Regions from separate parts of the Sus scrofa genome. Here region 2 is linked to region 1. The links are chromatin contacts, called in public Hi-C maps. All regions are on one chromosome and are shown on one strand. Each heading gives the region's core, a stretch centred on a gene start, on an enhancer-like site or on the middle of the called end of the contact. The rest is flanking DNA. Distances are from core to core; before and after follow the strand shown. Region 1 overlaps C6H1orf228. Region 2 holds the start of C6H1orf228.

The links. A called contact is a pair of places that touch in the nucleus more often than the background predicts.
Region 2: a contact with region 1 is called in a Hi-C map of liver, with 5 times the contacts expected there. The contact joins the promoter of C6H1orf228 here to the enhancer-like site in region 1. A contact is called at or near these places in 1 of 5 promoter capture datasets (liver), 4 of 47 Hi-C or Micro-C datasets (adipocytes, embryonic fibroblasts and liver) and 1 of 2 datasets of contacts at active chromatin or transcription factors (skeletal muscle).

What each region holds. Positions count from the first base shown.
Region 1 is chr6:166,608,176-166,614,341 of Sscrofa11.1, forward strand. It overlaps C6H1orf228, which reads right to left. Exons shown (of 18, transcript XM_021096783.1): 7 at 5,730-5,814. Among named protein-coding and RNA genes, the nearest start is that of KIF2C, 33 kb to the left of the region's middle. Within about 2 kb of position 2,791, at least 42 of the 83 cell types and tissues checked have an H3K27ac peak or open chromatin away from gene starts, as enhancers often do. A contact at or near this core is called in liver and skeletal muscle, where this site is marked.
Region 2 is chr6:166,641,822-166,647,987 of Sscrofa11.1, forward strand. C6H1orf228 reads right to left here and starts at 3,180. Exons shown (of 18, transcript XM_021096783.1): 1 at 2,986-3,180; 2 at 2,222-2,314. TMEM53 (transmembrane protein 53) reads left to right here and starts at 3,282. Exons shown (of 3, transcript XM_003482099.4): 1 at 3,282-3,561. The coding sequence starts at 3,501.

The DNA.
Region 1 (6,166 bases), core at 1,541-4,040:
CATCTGTGACCTACACCGCAGCTTGCGGCAACACTGGATCCTTAACCCCCTGAGCGAGGCCAGGGATCGAACCCTCACCCTCATGGATACTAGTTGGGTTCTTAACCCACTGAAACACAACAGGAACTCCTTGTCTGTAAATTTCAGATGTCTAGCAGACATTGACGGAGATTTCAAGGTAGAGATCGGGGCCAGAGATGCAGACCTGGTAGGTGAATATATGTAACGTACACATGGTGATGGAAAGCCAGGGAACTCGACAAACCACACAGGGAGAAGGCGCTGCTAAAGAGATGGCCAGGAGCCTGACCCCGCAGCCTGGTAGAGAACCAGGAGCCATTAGCAAAGGAGACCTGGCAAGACCAGATGGCAGGAGGAAAACTAGAAGCAGTACCATAGGAGTTCCTGTTGTGGTGAAGTGGGTTAAGGGGCTGACTTCTGGGGCTGGGGACGCTGTGAAGGTGCAGGTTCGATCCCCAGTGGGCTGCAGTGGGTTAAAGGATCTGGCATCTGGGGCCGAACGCATCTGAGAGAGGAGGACAATGAAAAAATGAGGAGCTGGAGGGAGCCTGGGGCAAGGAGGGGTGCGCATCCCTAAACCTTTTTTTGGGGGGTGGGGTGGGGGTGGGGGTAGGGACACATGTCTTTTAAATCTCATTTAATTTAAAAGACAGATGGCCTGTGACGGGAGCAGGGACACTTCACTGTAACGGGAAAGAGAGCAGAGAAGGTGGGTGACCCGTCAGGCAGGTCGGGAGATGTGGAGAAGGTGGAGCCGGCCACGGAAAAGGCGGTGAGGTCTCCTGGCTCCTGCACCACGGCACCCACTGCAAGGGAAAGAGTCGCCAGGCCCCACGAGCCCCTCCACGGCCTGTTTTCAGGGGCTCTCCCTGAAAATCCACTTTCCCTGGAGCCTTCTCAGCAGAAGGCTGTCAACCCCACCCCACCAGCACTTGGGGTGGAGAGCACAGCCCCCTTACCTTCGTCCTTCCAAACCAGTCCTTTTCCTCCTCAAACACACACACACACACCCAGTACTTGGTATGGTACCTGGCACCCCACAGATGTTCTGTCTGTCTGTCTTTCTGTCTATCTAATTTTCTTTTCTTTTTATGGCCCCATCTGTGGCATATGGAAGTTCCTGAGCCAGGGGTCAAGCTGGAGCCACATCTGCGACCTGTGCCACAGCTTGCAGCAACGCTGACTCTTTCACCCACTGAGTGAGGCAAGGAATCAAACCTGTATCCTCACAGAGCCAATACTGAGTCCTTAACTGGTGGAGCCACAATGGGAACTCCAATATCTGATTTTTTTCTTTGTTCTTTTTCTTTTATTTATCTACTTATTTTTGTGTCTTTTTAGGGCCGCACTCACAGCATATGATAGTTCCCAGGCTAGGGCTCTACTGGGAGCTGCCACAGCAATGCCAGATCTGAGCAGGGTCTACAAATACACCGCAGCTCACAGCATCGCCGGATCCTTAACCCGCTGAGAGGGGCCAGGGACTTTTTTTTTTTGGTCTTTTTAGGGCATATGGAGGTTCCCAGGCTAGGGGTCGAATTGGAGCTACAGCTGCTGGCCTACACCACAGCCACAGCAACGCCAGATCCCTAACCCACTGAGCGAGGCCAGGGAGTGAACCCACAACCGTGGATTCGTTGACCACTGAGCCAGGATGGGAACTCCTGCTTTTTTTTTTTTAAAAAGCCAAATCAATCCTGCCCTTATTAAGGTTAGTCCCTTCAGCCATATCACCTGCCTTCCTTGACTGTTGCCGCCCAAACGGTGGTGAAATAGTGTGAAATAGTTCCCCCTAGTGGACTATCCCTGCATATGCATGCGCTATATTCCCAAGACTTTTTTTTTTTTCTTTCCTTTTTGCCGCGGTAGGGATGTTCTCAGGCCAGGGCTAGAGGTTGAATCTGAGCTGAAGCTGCTGGCCTACGGCACAGCCACGGCAACACGGAATCCGCGGCACATCTGAGACCTATGATGCAGCTTGTGGCAACAACAGATCCTTAATCCCCTGAGTGAGGCCAGGGATTGAACCCACATCCTCATGGACACTGTGTTGGGGTCTTAACCCGCTGAGCCACAAAGGGAACTCCACGAAGACTATTTGCAAGTGCCTGGTAAAAAAGAATAATTCTTTCATTTAACGCACATTTCCTGAACACTGGTTATGAGTCTGGCATATGGGAAGTTATTTTGGGGTGCACAGTCTCACTGTTATTGCACCTGCAGACATCCAACCAAAAAGACATGACAAAGCTTCATGCTCAGGCTGCCTCTGCCAGAGTGGTTTGTTATGTAACAAATGCAGGGGGGCTTTAGATGGGGCTTGATATGGGAAGAAGCTGGGCCAGTTCACTCTGGCGGGGTTCAACAGCAAAACTGAAACTAAGCCATAGTCCCCCCCCATAAGTTTAATCAACCAACTTCTACTGAGCACCACTCTTTATCTGCCAGACCCTGAGCGGGAAAAAGAGACGAATCAGACCTAGTCCCTGCCCTGAGGCTGCTCAGAGGGCAAGGCAGGCGGGCGAGCAGTCACTGGCACAGTGTGTGTGTGCAGGACTCCCTCCCTCCCTCAGCAAACACACACCAAGGACCAAGCTGGGGGCTGTGCTGGGACATAAGGACGATAACTGCCAGAGCTGCCGGAAACTATGCACAGGCTATTATGACCAGGGCAGAGACCGTTCCGGAGATAACTGGTCCCAGGGAGGGGCTGGAGGGGAGGGGGCGGGAGGTGGAACAAAGGAAGGAGGCTGCCACTGGGGCGGGGTGAAGGCAGGTCACGGAAGCCCTTGGCAAAGAACTGCGTAAGCTGCGAAGTGACAGATGAGTAGGAGGGCCACTCTGCCACCTGCAGGTGGGGTGAGGGGAGGGAGGGTCACAGCGCCACCTGGGGGTTGTGTGATTCAGCCTCCGGACACGATCCCAGGGCCAGCTCACCCCCCTGCTCCAAGGCCAGCGACACCTCTCTGCTGCTGGCCCCGATCTTGACTTTCACCACCCCACCCCATCACTGGCCACCCCTCCCCAGCTAGGAGACTCTGCTCCAGGTGGTAACAGATGGCAGCTTAGATTCCAAGACAGCGTGACTTTTCAACATTGGGGTCCACATACTCCCTGCGGGGATCCAACAACACAAAGTTGACGGGGCTGATGAAGGAAAGACAAGGTTCAATTTCATCGCCGCCTCTGAAAACCAGTCTAGACTGGGAGTGGGCGTCCAGGCCTTCCCCAGGATCTCACCTGCATCCCGCCTTAACCCCCTACCTGCCGCCACCTTCAGCTGCTCCAGGCTCCCTGGAGCTGGGGCTCAACCTCTCATCCTGGACACAGGAGTCCCCACAGGCAAGGCCGCCAGACCCTGCTCGTCTGCTGGGCCTCCCTGCCTTGGGCTCCTCGGCCCTGCCCCCTCCCCCTTCCCTCTGCCCTCTCACTCTCCACACCCAGGAGGATCCTTAACCCATTGAGCGAGGCCAGGGATCGAATCCGAATCCTCATGGATACCAGTCAGGTTCATTACTGCTGAGCCACAACGGAACGCCCTAAATAAGTTCTTTTGTATCATTTTTAAATTCGATTCCACATATAAGTGATATTACATGATAGTTGTCTTTGTCTGACTTACTTCACTTAGTATGATAATCTCTAGGTCCATCCATGTTGCAGCAACGTGGGCCTCTGTTTAGATCAATCCTCTTTCCAGAATGCCTTCTTCCGCTCTCTTTTGTTGTTGTTGTTTGGTCTTTTTTTTTTTTTTTTTTTTTTTTTTGTCTTTTTAGGGCTGCACCCACAGCATATGGAGGTTCCCAGGCTAGGGGTCTAATCAGAGCTCCAGCTGCCGGCCTCCACCACAGCCATAGCCACAATGGGATCCGAGCAGAGTCTGTGATCTACACCAGAGCTCAGGGCAACGCCAGATCCTTAACCCACTGAGCAAGGCCAGGAATCGAACCCGCGTCCTCTTGGATGCTAGTTGCTAACCACTGAGCCACGATGGGAACTCCTGCCCTCTTCGGTTTCTGCCTCTCTAATCCCCCTCTCCAAGGCTCAGCACCAACAATGCCTTCTTGGTGACCCCTCCTTGATCTCCCCTGTGAAAAACAGACTCTCCCTTCTTGGAACCACAGTAGGAGCAGCAAAGGAAATATTCTGGAAACACTTGCCACGTGCTGTATATTAAAAGCATAGGCTTTGCCCAACAGCAAAAAAGCCAATCAGTCAATGGAAAAACGGGCAAAAGACCTGAATAGACTGTTCTTCAAAGATATACAGATGGCCAGCAAACACATGAGAAAATGCTCAACATCGCTGATTATAAGAGAAATGCAAATCAAAACTACCACGAGATACCACCTCACATCAGTCAGAATGGCCATCATTAATAAATCCACAAATAACAAGTGCTGGAGGGGCTGTGGAGAAAAGGGAACCCTCCTGCACTGCTGGTGGGAATGTGAACTGGTACAGCCACTATGGAGAACAGTTTGGAGATACCTTAGAAATCTATACATAGAACTTTCATATGACCCCACAATCCCACTCTTGGGCATCTATCCGGACAAAGCTCTACTTAAAAGAGACACATGCACCCGCATGTTCATTGCAGCACTATTCACAATAGCCAGGACATGGAAACAACCCAAATGTCCATCGACAGATGATTGGATTTGGAAGATGTGATATATATACACAACGGAATACTACTCAGCCATAAAAAAGAATGACGTAATGCTATTTGCAGCAACATGGATGGAACAAGAGAGAATCTCATACTGAGTGAAATGAGCCAGAAAGACAAAGACAAATACCATGTGATATCACTTATAACTGGAATCTAATATCCAGCACAAATGAACATCTCCTCAGAAAAGAAAATCATGGACTTGGAAAATAAACTTGTGGCTGCCTGATGGGAGAGGGAGGGAGTGGGAGGGATCGGGAGCTTGGGCTTATCAGACACAACTTAGAATAGATTTACAAGGAGATCCTGCTGAGTAGCATGGAGAACTATGCCTAGATACTCATGTTGCAACAGAACAAAGGGTGGGGAAAAAAATGTATACATGTAAGGATAACTTGATCCCCTTGCTGTACAGTGGGAAAAAAAAAAAAAAAAGTAAAAGCATAGGCTTTGGAGTCAGATCCGACTGGTTGAATCTGGCTAGCTGTGTTACCTTGGGATGCATACTTAACCTCTCTGTGCTTCAATTCTCTCGCTTGAAAAGCATAAGAAGGCGGACCTCCGCCATTCATTCATTTGAACATTTGAATACCTAATATGCGCCAGAATCCATACTCCCGTGGTTGAGAATTAGACGGAATGATTCATGGGAAATGGCTGGCACAGAGTGTACCCAACAAATGAAAACGTCTTAATATGACCCTTATCCAATCTAGTTTCTTGGAAAACAGTCCTCGGCGTGATTTCTGTTTGGAGGGGAAGAGCCACGTAAGACTGGGAACCAGAGCCAGCTCCGGCCCGGGCAGACTCTAACAACGGCTAGAGCGCCGTGCGGCTGATTCCAAGCACAGAAGGTGACTGCCACCTTCTGAGTAGCCTGCCCTTCAGTGCCGAGGCAGCACTTTCGACAGCGGGGCTGCCTAGGCCACTCAACAAGGATCTTCGTGAGTAGGAGGAAACGCTTCGAGCGAATCTGCCGGGTCTCACGGCCACCCTCTGCCCTCTGCAGCAGACCCGGCCGCCTCCCTACCTTCGTACTGGACCTCCAGGTGCATCGTGCGCAGTACCTTCAGCACGCCGTCCACGATGCTGGGGTGTGTGGTCCCGACGATGGACTGGCGAGACAGACAGGGGGACAGGTGTCACTATTTTGATCTGATCCGCCTGAGAGAGATGAAAAGCAGACTTCCAAACGGGGGGGCAGCCCGGCCGAATGGGGCGAGGGGCAGGGGTGGGTCTCAGGACTTTGGCCCGCCCCACCCCCACCTGAGAGGAGGTTAATTTTGGTGAGGAGAGGGAGGGGCAGCCAGGAGTGGACTGAGAACCTGCCGAGGTTGCCACGGAACCCCCCGGCTCAGGAGGCCCTCAGTCGAGGCCACTGCCAGGGGTGCGGGGACAAGCCGGCTATCTTGGCTGCGAGAGTGGAACGCTGGCCCCCCCAGATTGAGCTCCCCTCTCCTTTAACTC
Region 2 (6,166 bases), core at 1,930-4,429, 34 kb after region 1:
TGGACACTAGTCGGGTTCTCAACTCACTGAGCCACAAGCGGAATTCCTCATTACTCCATTTGTGAACCATAACTCTCTCCTTCAAGATATGGGTTCTCTGACTTCCTTGGAACCCCTAGCGCACAACGTTTTTATACCCCCCCAGGCAGTTCAGGGTCTAGGGTCCTCCATCCCAATCACCCTTTTGCCAGGATTCTCAATTCCTTGACTTTGTTCTTCCATTTCATTCCCTGGATGAAATTCACACCTGGACCAATTCAGTTCACCTCTGTACTTACCAGTAGGTGGCTGAATACTCTTGGGGGAAAAATTTAGAGCACACAACCATGGAGACTGCTGCTGCTACAAATTAATGGTCACCAAGCTCGATAGGGCTCGTAACTGCCCAGAAATCTGTATGCTACCTGTCATCTTGCTCCCACTGGCCATTAGAGCTACTTCAGTCCTTCTCTGTCCCCTCAACCTCGTACACCATCTCCAGTCCCTCTCTACGGGGCTACATCATGTGCCTACTTGGCAGAAAAAAACGGAAAGCACCAAACCAGAATTCTCTCAACGTCCTGCCACCACATCTACTAACGTACTAATTTCACATGCTTCCCTTCTGTCACAATGCAAATATCCCTTTATTTTATTACTTTATTTTTTGCTTTTTTGGGCCACACCTGCGGCACATGGAGGTTCCCAGGCTAGGAGTCAAATCAGAGCTGCAGCTGCCCGTCGACACCACAGCCACAGCAACGCGGGATCCAAGCCACGCCTGCGACCTACACCACAGCTCACGGCAAGGCTGGATCCTTAACCCACTGAGCAAGGCCAGGGATCGACCCTGCGTCCTCACGGATGCTGGTCAGATTCATTAACCACTGAGCCACGATGGGAACTCCACAAATATCCCTTTAAACAAACTTCTCCATCAGTGCTTTGGATTCCCTACCTTATTCTTTTTCTGGGGGTGCCATTCTGTCAGTTATCTCCTCTCCCCTATAATATTATCTTTTTCCTCTTTGCTGGATCCATGCCAACGGCATCTCTCCCATTTGAATAAAAACTTGTTTCTCCTTCCAGCTACTGCTTTCTCTCTTTTCTCCCAAAGAGTCAAACTTCTTGAAAGCGCAGCCTTCACTTCTTCACCTTCCCACGCCCTTCTCAACTCACTGTAATGCAACCTCTGCTCCCAGCACTCCACTGAATCTGCTTTTACAAAGGTTAACTACCACTTCCTTGTTTCTAAAACCAGTGGATTTTTTTCAGGCCTTATTTCACTTGATTAGTCATCAGCCTCCAGCACTTTCCTCCCTTGGTTTCTGGAAAACCACGTTCTTCTACTACTGATTATTTAACTGCTCTAGACACTTCATCTCAATTACCTTTGCAGATTCAACCGTCTTTGCCAGAACCTCAAATATGGGTGCTTCTTAGGGCTTTGTTCGAGGCCCGCTTCTCTTCTTATTTTATATATACCCTCTGGGCAAGCCCCGAATCCATCCACTGGTGTGACTGCCATCTATAAGGCACCACAGACTACCCATTTTTATTTCCAGTTTAGACTTATCTTGCAAATTCCAGTCCAGGACTCCTGGACACTTCCACCTGGATGACCCACTGGCGCCGCAAACTCACCATGCCCAGAGCTGACCCTCTCTTAAAAACGCTGTTTGCCCAAGCCAGGAATTTAGACGTCATTCTCCATTCTTCCCACTTACCCCACATCCAACCAGTCGCCAAGTTCAGTTCTTTAAACTCATAAGTGACTAAGGAATCCATCCCTTCCTCTTCATTCCTGTTAGTTCTCCAAGCTTCTGGCTACCACAATCCTTACTGAAACAATTACTGAAACAACTTCCTCATTGGTCTCCCTCCTCCCAACCCCCAATCCATTCTTGTCATTGATCTTTCTAAAACAAATCTGGAGTTCTCTTGTGGCCACAGCAGGTTAAGGATACGGTGTTGTCACCATAGAGTCACTGCTGTGGCGCAGGTTCAATTCCAGCCCCGGTAATTTTCACATGCCACAGGCATAGCCAAGAAAAACAAAGACACAAATCTGATTGTTACTATTTTGCTTAAAGCCCTGCAGACTCCCCATTGTCCTCAGAATAAAGTCTAAGCTCTTGTGCTCATCGGTGTAAATGCACTGGAAAATTTTTCCATCAGTAAGATTTACCCATAAGCTCAGAGCTGAGCTTGACATCAAAGACCTTCCAGGATCTGGGCCTACCTGTTCTTCCAAGGTTGCTCTCCCATTGTCTCTCTTCTGTCCAGAGATGCTCATAATTCCTGGTATAGCTTCTCACTTTCCTCTCTCTGAGTCCTGCAAGGATTCGTATCTCCCAGCATCTTTCAAAGCCCAGCTTAAGAGGCATCCACACTGCCATAAATGCCCCTTTTTATCCTGAGCTGCTAAAATCCTTAGGGCCTACTCTTATGTAGTATTTTATCCCTTGCACAGAATTACAGTTGACTCCTGCTCAAGACTTATGGAAGTCAAGGCCAAGAAATGTAATCCTCACTAGAGTCCACCTACAAAACAGGTGCTCAGGATTTTTTTTTGTCTTTTTGCCTTTTCTAGGGCCGCTCCCGCGGCATAGGGAGGTTCCCAGGCTAGGGGTCTAATCGGAGCTCTAGCCACCCGCCTACACCAGAGCCACAGCAACTCGGGATCCGAGCCGCGTCTGCAACCCACACCACAGCTCACGGCAACTACGGATCCTTAACCCACTGAGCAAGGCCAGGGATGGAACCCACAACCTCATGGTTCCTAGTCGGATTCGTTAACCACTGCGCCATGACGGGAACTCCAGGAAACATTTTTTAAGTGCGGGAATAAATGTAAGAAAACTGTACTGCTTAACCCCTTTTGTCCCGCACGAACAGGACATTCTCTAAAGTCTTCCCAGGAGATACCACCTCCTCTGCATCCCACCCACCCAGCAGCCAAAATATGCCTCCATCCACCGGGGGGGCGGATGGGCTAGCACGCACCCCTTTGGCCGTTTTGTACGGTTTTCTACCTCCAGCCCTCGGAGTTGCGGCTGGTGGAAGACAGTAGAGGCAGCTAGCTAATGTAACTCAAAGGACACTGCTGTCCCCTTCGTAGGATAACACGCGGTTGGGACGGGAAACCTTTCCCATCCCCAGAACATAGCAGCTCTCCCGCAGACTCTTACCGACGCAGGACGGTAGCGACTCTTCCTGACCGGCGTCTTGGCTGGCCAATACTTGACCGAGATCAAGAGAGTCAGCCAATGGCGGTGGGCCAGGGATAGAGTGGGGCGGGGCGCTGTTGCTATGGCCGAGCTAGCCGGTTGCAGCGAGAGGCTCTGAAAGAGACTCGGTGGTTGCTAGGGCGGGAGGTCACAGAGCGCAGCTCAGGGATTGGGCAGCGTCGAGGGAGGTGGGTGGTGATTGGGCGGCGCCCAGGAGGCGCCCTGGTGAGGCGCGGACTTGCGAGCGTGAGTTCCGGCGAGAGGCCCGAGCTGAGGGCCCGCGGCTTCACGATGGCCTCGGCCCAGCTGGACTACACCATCGAGATCCCGGATCAGTCCTGCCGGAGCCAGGGTATGGAGCGGGGGTTGGGTCCGATCGTGGGGAGGTGACGGAGCGAGTCGTGGGCAGCAAGCGCAGCTGTGGCCCCGCCCCTCTTGCAGCCCCGCCCCCTCGCGGCCCACCCGCTCCTGGGGTCCCGCAGGTCCTGGACTTGGTCCGGCCAGAGAGCCCCGCCCCCTAGTCAGCCCCGCCCCAGAATGTTCGCCGCGTCCAAGCCCCGCCCCTTCACTGCGTCTCCGCCCACCTCCCCCAACCCAGCTTGGAGGTCTTTTCACCGTCTGTTTAGTGGGAGTTTTCCGGTCCCTGCCCGGGTTTCTCTCCTGGTAGCTGAAGGCTGCCGAGGGCGGGGGCCCCCCTGATTCCACTTTTGGGGGGCGGGATTCCCACTGCTGTTGTTGTTAGGGGTCCGGCCTTTTTAGTCCCACCATTTTCCCCGAGGTCTTTGCAGAAGCCCACCTTCATCCCTCCCTCTCCACTCCTCCTGGAAGTGGTTAACCGCCGTGTCTGCCAGGAGGTAGAAGGTGGTTCACACCTGACTCCTCTCTTTAGTAGCTGGGTGACCTCTGGCAGTCTTCCTCCGGCTCTTTGCCTGGATTTCCTCATCTGCAAAACCGAGGCACCAATAGTCACCTCCCTCGTAGGGTTGTTGGTTGCGCAAGTGAGATTATTTGTGTAAAGGACCCAGCAGAGGGCCTGGCACGGAGTGTGTTTAGTGATTAACCTTTTCCTTCCTATCAGAAAGGTGTGGGGGAGGCACCACCAAACCAGTAGCCTATAGAGCAGGTCTGGATCACTGGCAGTGTGAGTAGGATCAGGGGCCCAGGGCATGGAAAGTTTAGCCCAGGTGGGGAATTACGGTAGAGGAGCCTTGAAGCACACGCCAGCCTGAACTACACGTGCATTCCTCCACACGCCTTCACACCTCCCTTAGCACAGCCAGCAGCAGCTCAGCCTTTTCCGCTGCCACCATGGCATTCTTCCTAATGCCCAGGTTTGATTTTCTCACTGTTCTGTGTAAAACCCTTCAGTGGCTCCTTCTTGCCCGCAGGATAAATCAGGTCCAGATTCTTTAGCCCGCATTCAGAGTCCTTTATAATTTAGCGGCGTCCCTGCTTCTCGCTTTCATCCCTATGTCCTTCCACTGTTCAATTTAAGTTTTATGTTCTGGCGGCCCCAAGCTGCTTGTGAGTCTCTGCACACTTCTTGCTTCTTTGCTTTTGCTCTCGCTGCCTCCTCTCGAATGTCCTTTCCCCCGTGCCGTGCCACACTGCCACCTCCCCTGTCTGGTTTATCATGTCAGGCTTTGCTCAGATGTTACCTCCTTCAGGAGAGCCTTCCACACCCCTCCCAGAGCCTCTTGTGTCCCTCGGGTGGGGTCTAGGAGGGGAGGGCAACCCCCAGGCTTTCCCAGAACAAGCTGGCTCCAGACCCACCGTATTTCCCTCAAGCTGGATCTGCTGGCTGCGGGCTCTCGGGCTTATAGATGTAAACGTGCTTTTGAGGAGGGTTTCGCATCAGCAGGAGATGAAGCCAATTAATATTATTGCCCTCAGAGAACCCTCAGCTGCAAAGGGCTGGAGCTGCCTTCTGCATGGCCCAGGAGGGCAGTTCTCCCTCAGCCCAGGTGGGCAGCCTGGCGGTCTTGGTTTGCGTTTCAGTTCTACCTCCTGCTGTTCTATGGCTTTGATAAGTTATTGAACCTCCCTGAGCCTCAGATTCCCCGACTGTCAATCGGGAGTAATGAGAGTGCCTGCGTCACAACAAGGTGGTGACTGGGTGTGAGTGTCTGGCCTGGAGCAGGTGCTCTGTTGGCCTCTATTTCTTCCCCTGACGGCTCCCCTCCCTGCTTCAGGAGGTGGGGTCCTGGAACTGGCAGAAATCTCAGGGGGCCACTTTGTCCTGCATCTTTCTGCTGGCATGAGAGCATTCTGTTCTCATACCAGCCCCTTCCCTGTCAGGATGCTTCCTCCTTAATATCCTGGCCGGTTGGAGGCAGCTGGGATTGTTAGAAAGCACTTCCCTTTCTTGAGCCACAATGGGCCTTCCTGTCATTTCTTTCAGTTCAGCAGTTTGCGGTGTCCTGGCGGTGGCTTAGTTGCTGGTGCCTCAGAAGTGACTCACAGGCAGACTCCCTTTAAGGAGCCGTGTTTCTGGGGAGGGCCGAGGGCTCAGAAGCAGGTGCTTTCACAATGATGTGGTAACTGCAGGGCTAGGGGGTCAGACGCAGAGTAAGGCAATCTGTTCCTCTCTTTTCAAGGGTCCAGCTTCCTCGATCCAAGAGAAACACCTCCAGGGCCTTCAGCTGTTCCCCCGCTGGTGTGGCTCTCATAACCTTCTGCTCACTCCTCTGCTCTGGCTTCGGGTCCTCAGGCCTTCCGCTCTCAAAGTGTAGACTCAAGAGTTGAACTTGAGCCTGGAGGACCCCTCAGAAGGAAGTGACAGCACTGTGACCCCCTGAATCTCTTTGCTTCCCATCTGCAGACAGCTCCCTGCCGGCTGACATGCCTTCACAGAGTGGCAATCTCGGGGGGCTCCAGAGATCGATTCTCTTTGGCAGTTACTGTCCAGAGGTGGAGAAGCATGCATGACAGTCATGTTTGGTGTCTGGAATTCCTTT